Linked DNA regions of Mus musculus: region 2 is linked to region 1. A link is a contact called in public Hi-C data. All regions are on one chromosome and are shown on one strand. The core of a region is the stretch at or near the end of the contact, and the rest is flanking DNA. Distances in the headings are between cores, read along the strand shown. Region 1 has its middle 21 kb from the start of Gm31889. Region 2 overlaps Wdr19 (WD repeat domain 19).

Region 1 (3,307 bases), core at 315-2,814:
TGGAGTCACATCTCGGGGAACCTTCCTTAAAGCCATGTTAGAGAAGTTGGAGATCAGTCCCCTTTCACCTGTCGGCCTTGGAGCCCAGGCTTCTGTTGACATCAGGATGTTATAAAGTGTATGGATGCCGCTGCTGCGTCTCATTGTGTTTCCAAGGAGTCTAGCTTGCAGAGTAGTTTAAAAATAAGAGCTCTCTGTTGTTTTAGTTCACATTTCTGTAATGACTCACCACAGGCTGAGGAGAGCTCTGGTATAACAGTTTCTCTTCACAGTTGTGTAGTAAGAAGACAAGATGATGAACGGGCTGGTTGATTGAGCTCCTCGTGAGGGTCCCTTCTGCTTCACACAAAGGAAGGGAGAAAAAAGAAAAGTGGAGGGGAGAAGATCTGATGGAAGGAAGTTGTGGATCTTCTGTACAGCTGTGAAATGCAGGTAGTCTTTTAGTTGGATAATCCCTACATTGTATACAAAATTTAGTTACTCGTATTGATGATATAATTCTTATATTTTATATGCTTTTGTTCCTGGTAAGACCTCTCAAATATCTTGGAGGGAAAATTAATTCTGGTGAAGTCTCCATTTCTTAAACACATGACTGTCAATGATCTAAGATGCCTCCAGGGTACTATATACAGTAAAGTATTATGGCATGCTAATAAGTACTTTAATATCTTTAATCCTTTAATTATCTTAAAAAGTCAGTTTAGTTCCTGGCAGACTTTCAAACCATTATATATGTAAGGGTAACTTTTCTGCATCTATTTCAAAATAATCCCAGAATGCCAGTTCTTAACTTGCCTAGAGGAGTAACTACTGCTCAAATGGTTGTGTCTATGACAATATCTAGTGTGAAACTATGAAGTTTCACTTTCTTTCCATTTCCTTAAGACTATATATTAAGTATTGGAAGATCTCTTGGGTTTAGCAAGATGGTTTATCAAGTAAAGCCATGTGCATCCTAGCCTGAAGACCCGAGTTCGAACCCCAGAGACTCTACTTTCACCTCCATATGTGTACTATGACACAAAACACAGACATAATAAATAAGTGGAAAAGAGAAATAAATTAAGAAAAGATTGATCGTGCCACTTCTATCTGAACAATAATTCCCATGCATTCAGTATCTCTTTTCAAGTTTTTTTCTCTTATAGATTATCATAGACAAGAGTGAGCTGAGATACATGGTGCACCACTTTTAAGGGTTTGAGAAATAACTCAGTCATCAAGAGGAGTAATGTTTAAGTCGAAGTGAATGTAAAATCTATATTAAGTAAGCGTCCAAATTTTTCACAAAGACAGAGTTGGTACCCTGGTTTCCTCAAAGCCCTCAGGCTTGGTTTGGTTTGGCATGAACACTGGGTGGAAAGAGGCCACTTCACTGCTTTCCTCTCCCAGAACTTACTTTAAGCTTCTAGATCTGAGAGCCATGGCTTTAAAACAAAAACCCACAGCACCTCCTGCCCTGCTGCTTTGTTTGCCATCCCTTGGGCTAGGATGCCAGCTTCCATCTCTTGTTGGATGGTTCCTCCTGCTCAGTACCACAACCCGATGAGCTATAGCGAGAGAGGAAGCAACTCCGGCTGAACTTCTCTTAATTTAAGACATAAAAGGTTCTTGTCTCTCAGGCAATGCGTATGCATGGTGGCATCTCATTCAAACATTTTAAGAGTAAGGCATAAACATTATATTATTGCTGTTGTCCTATGGAGGATTAAATCAGGACCACAGATGTGCTAAGCACACGCTGGACCACTGAACTCTGACACTCCGCTCAACATAAGGCTTCCTGAAAGATGTATCAGTAAGTAGGTAGTATGTATTGTTACTGCTTTGAGGCTATTGATACTATGTTGCAAACAGTTGAAAAGCAGAGAAAGTTCTCCATTGACGGCTATGATGTAAAAGTCCAAACCCAAAGACACTGCTCAGCAGCAGTTGATAGTTTGCCAGAAAGACCTCATCCTGAGTCATTTCCCCTTTAATAATTCCAGTAAATGGAGAAGGGCTTAAAAACCCACCAAAGAGTGAATGATCTTGCAATATAAGAGTAAGAAAGACCACTTTCTAGTGTTTCTATGCGTCTGACATGGTGCCTGTGCTCTTCATACAACATCTTACTCAGTCTTCTCAACAACCCTGACAAAATGGTGCCCAATATTAATTACTCTTATTTTTCAGATCTAGGAGCTAAAACTCAGAGATTAAGTTATGTTCCCAGGGCAGCCTAGAAAGTAGTGGAGCAGGGGTTTCAATCCATATTTGTTTGGTCCCTTCTGGGTGGCAGTAATCCCAGCACTCGGGAGGCAGAGGCAGGCGGATTTCTGAGTTCGAGGCCAGCCTGGTCTACAGAGTGAGTTCCAGGACAGCAGGGCTATACAGAGAAACCCTGTCTTGAAAAACCAAAAACACAAAAAAACATCAAATCCTAACCCAAAGCACTCTCAATCTCTAAAGCATCGGCTGTTGGAAGCCAACCTGCAGTTCACATGGACCAGGTTTCACCTGGGAGGCAAGCCAGGGCTAAAAAGAGAGGGGAACTAGGCAGTCAAGAGAAAAATGGAGCTAAGTCAAGATTCCTGATCAAAGCTCAAATGTTTAATGGCAAATGCGCTTATAAAGGTGGTGGTGGTGGGGGAGGCCCATTCCCACCAATCCATTCTTGGAGCCCAGCTGCAGGATAGGGTGTAGTCTCCGGAATAGCTCAGTGGCCTCCCAGCAGGTAGCAGTGTCTTGAAGGAGAACAGTGGCAGTGGCTGAACAATAGAGTGATCTAGTGAGGAAGGCTCCACCCTAGGTAATCTCCTTAGTGGCAGCAAGGTCAAGGTCTGGCTCAGCCTGCTTCAGGCTGGGTGGGGGTTTACAATCCTTTTGCTGTGCTGACCAAGGTGGGCTCCACTCACCTGGCCAAGGCTCCTTCCTCTCACCCCAGTGTCTTTCTGAGTTTCAATATGCTGCCATCATGGGATTCTCTGCTGTCACACATCAGAGAGACTTTGCCTGCATGTAAATCGTAATTACTTTACAAGCCCAGCTTGGGTAGTCCCAAATTCCTGGATGTAACCCAAATACTACGGCAAACCCTCAGGCATCTTGGGCCACTTCGGACTTCTGGAGTGTCCCTTGGAACAAGTACTATAGTATGGAAGACCCACCTGATCTGCCCCACTCTTTAGACACAGGAGATGCAGAACAGGAATGGATCTTAGGTTGCTAGCATGTACCACTGAGAAATAAAACCCAAAGAAACTCACCATGATTTCTAGGATCATCTAGAGTGGGTAGACAAGCTGGCCAGGTGCAACCTGCA
Region 2 (3,307 bases), core at 488-2,987, 350 kb after region 1:
TTTAGATTGGCAATGACAGGTCATCAGGTTCTACTCAGACTTTGTACTCAGTGAGTGTCTGTTGTAGGTGCTGAAGACACAACTAATGAAGACTATCAAAGTATCGCCTTATATTTTGAAGGAGAAAAAAGACATTTTCAGGCTGGAAAATTCTTCTTACTGTGTGGCCAGTATTCACGGGTTAGTATTTGCCAAGGAAACATCCCACAGGACTGATTGTAGGAAATATTCTAGATGCCAGTATGTTCCAGACACTGAGACTTGAAATCTCAGTGTCAGCTTCTGTTGGCACTGGAGCTCAGCCTGGGCAAAGCCAGCTTTGAAATCTCCTTCCTCACACGTACATACACAGGCTCCCTGCAGTCTCTCACCTCTGCCCCATGTAGTCTAAGCACCATCAGTGTAATCCCAAGCCGGGCTTCCCTGCATCCCGTGACATAGTGCACAGTGCTCCAGCCTCCAGTGTCTCTGCCGCTAAGTCATCCTTTTGCTCCCCTAGTAGAACTCACTCTGCCCAAGGCAGACAGGGAGTACAGTGTCCAAAGAAGAGGCACTGGGGTTGAGGTGACCGTGAGCGCTGGATCATCTGCATCTTGCCTGAAGGAGCGGGTGCTGCTGCAGACTATAAACTGGCAAACGGCTGCCATTCAGGAGGCCTCGCACCACAGGGCCCAATCACAGGAGCCTTCAAGAGAAACAGAAGTCTAAGTCTCCCTACTTCAAGAGGCCCAAATATTTGCAGAATACCTCACTGACCAAGGAAAACACGTCTGCGAATGCGGCCCACAGGCTGCCAGTTTGCCATTTTTAGAAGATGTCCAGACTCCTTACCTGACACGCAAGCTAATTCCCCACTGGCTGGCCAGCCTGGGCATCCCACGACGGCCTCCAGCTGTTTCTGTGAAAGTATGCCTCACTAGACACTTGCAGCAAGGCCTCTGCCAGCCTCACCCTCGTGTTTCCTCAGTGACTACCCCAGACCTCTTTATTCTGCATATCTTTGTCCCTCTGTGACCTTCATGTCACCCCACACACAACCTTCTTTCCTCCTCAGAACACCTAAAACCAACTTCCCACATAGCCCTTTGTCTTGTGCGTTTCTTCATAGGTGTGTGCTTATGAAAAGGACAGGACTGTGTGACTGTCACCTGCTGGCACCTATCACCTCAGAGTGCATCTAACAGAAAAGGGGGTCCATGTCAGGCAGCTCCTGCTCTTCTTCAGACCCCAGCCCAGCCCATGAACAAGCGAGGGTGCCCATAAATGTTAAATGAAGGGACTAGGGACTCAGCCCTAAGCACCTGTCTGGCTTCGTGAGAGGCACACATAAGACAAAAGAGTGAATTAAATCATTAAACCTTCCCAGGGAGGAGAACACATTTTACATTTTCTGTTTACCATAAATCAGAACTAGACTCTTCAGAAGGTTCTCTGGATCCTTCCGCTTTGACAAACTAGACTCAGCCTTTGAAGTAGATCTGCCAGCGTGGTGGCACATGCCTTAAATCTCAGCATTTAGGAGACAGAGGCAGGCAGGTCTCTGTGAGGTCACAGCTTGGTCTGCACAGTGAGTTCCTGGCCAGCCAGTGAAAGAGACACTGTCCCACAAAACCAGGCCGAAGACCCAGAGCTGTGCAGACCCCTGGTTGAGATCAGAGCACTGTTGTAAAAGCTGACTTTCCCAGCTCTCAGGGCCTGACAAATTCTGGCTGCTGTCCATTTCTCATTTTAGGCACTAAAGCACTTCCTGAAATGCCCAAGCTCAGAAGATAATGTGGCAATAGAAATGGCAATCGAAACTGTAAGTAAATTCAGAATCGAAACTTTGAAGAATGCCAGTAGTTTGTTGTTGTTTGTCTGTGTCCTTGAAGGAGGCAGGAATGTAGCTCAGTTGGTGAGTGTATTCAGGAGGCCCTAGATTCAGTCCCCAGACTGCTTGGTGGTATATGCCTGCAATCCCAGGAGGCGGAGAGAGAAAGATTCAGGATTATCCTCTGCTACATAGTGAGTTCGAGGCCAGCCTGGGTTATTTGAGACCCCTGTCTTAAAACCAAACAGAAATGTCCAAATACATGGAAAAATTTACCAAACTGAATAACAAACTCCTTCTGCTGACACACAATCCTTATTCACAGCCCCACCCTCTTTCCTAAATTGTTTTCAGGCAAACAAGTTTTATCCTTTCCTATCAGGACACACTATCCGAGTCGTGAAGAACCTGAAGGCCGTCCTTTGGGTAGAACTTGCTTGTAGTAAATGTGACAAATGCTGCTCCATTTCCCCTAAGCCCTAAGTCTGCAGCTCTCACACTGGGGAAGGAGAAGGTCAGACTGGATTGCAGGAGCTTGCTGGACAGCCAGCCTGGCTAGAATGGCAGCTTTGGGTGTAGTCAGAGACCCTGTCTCAAAAACATAAGGTGAAGGACAATAGAAGAACCTGACATTGCCATTGGCATGTGCCCACACACATGCATATATGTACACACACATGCATATACACACATGTATATGTACACACATGCATATATATACACACGTGCATATGAACACACATGCACATATATACACACGTGCATTTACATAAACATATATATATATACACACACAAGTATATATATGCATGCATGCACCACACACACACACCAATGTTTGAGTTCAGATTCTCAGATTAAGATGGTGTTGTGTCCCTGAAACTAGGATTATAAAACAGTTGTGACCTGCCTGATGTGGGTGCTAGGAATTAAACTGGAGTCCTCTGGAAGAACAGCAAATGCCCCTCAATGTTTTATTGAAGCATCCAAGAAGTACATTCTCTGTGTCTATACAAAGAGAAAGAGCATACTTTGATACAAGCAGCTAAGAAAAGCTATACCATCTAAGGATCTAATTGAGGAAGACTACACACCAATGAAAAAGGACTCCAGGCTAAATTGTGTTTCATGTTGTTAGGTTTTTTTAATTCCATTTCCTTAGCAGAAAGTTGTTTGATCTTCAGCCCCCACTCCCCCTCCCTGCAGAGTTTAAGATGCAGAATTTGATGAGGTTTCTCTCTTATGAAACAGGTGGGCCAGGCCAAAGATGAACTGCTGACCAATCAGCTGATCGACCACCTGATGGGGGAGAGCGATGGCATGCCAAAGGTACAGGAGATTCTGCAGGGCGGGTGCCTGTGCCCTAGTCTTGTCTTCTCTGGTCTTCTGTTCACCTGTCCTGACTTGACACACTTATACAAGTGTCACCCGGAAAGTAGCCACAGCCATGTTAGAAAGTGCCATAAATGCCAGAGTGGACCTGTACAATAGCTGCCT

Evidence for each region. A called contact is a pair of places that touch in the nucleus more often than the background predicts.
Region 2: a Hi-C map of bone marrow-derived macrophages shows a contact between it and region 1, with 15 read pairs. The contact joins two enhancer-like sites.

What each region holds. Positions count from the first base shown.
Region 1 is chr5:64,898,852-64,902,158 of GRCm38.p6, forward strand. It overlaps the pseudogene Gm21011. Among named protein-coding and RNA genes, the nearest start is that of Gm31889, 21 kb to the left of the region's middle. Within about 2 kb of position 1,565, at least 13 of the 459 cell types and tissues checked have an H3K27ac peak or open chromatin away from gene starts, as enhancers often do. A contact at or near this core is called in bone marrow-derived macrophages, where this site is marked.
Region 2 is chr5:65,245,729-65,249,035 of GRCm38.p6, forward strand. It overlaps Wdr19 (WD repeat domain 19), which reads left to right. Exons shown (of 37, transcript NM_153391.2): 27 at 68-180; 28 at 1,733-1,801; 29 at 3,062-3,139. Among named protein-coding and RNA genes, the nearest start is that of Wdr19, 48 kb to the left of the region's middle. Within about 2 kb of position 1,738, at least 27 of the 459 cell types and tissues checked have an H3K27ac peak or open chromatin away from gene starts, as enhancers often do. A contact at or near this core is called in bone marrow-derived macrophages, where this site is marked.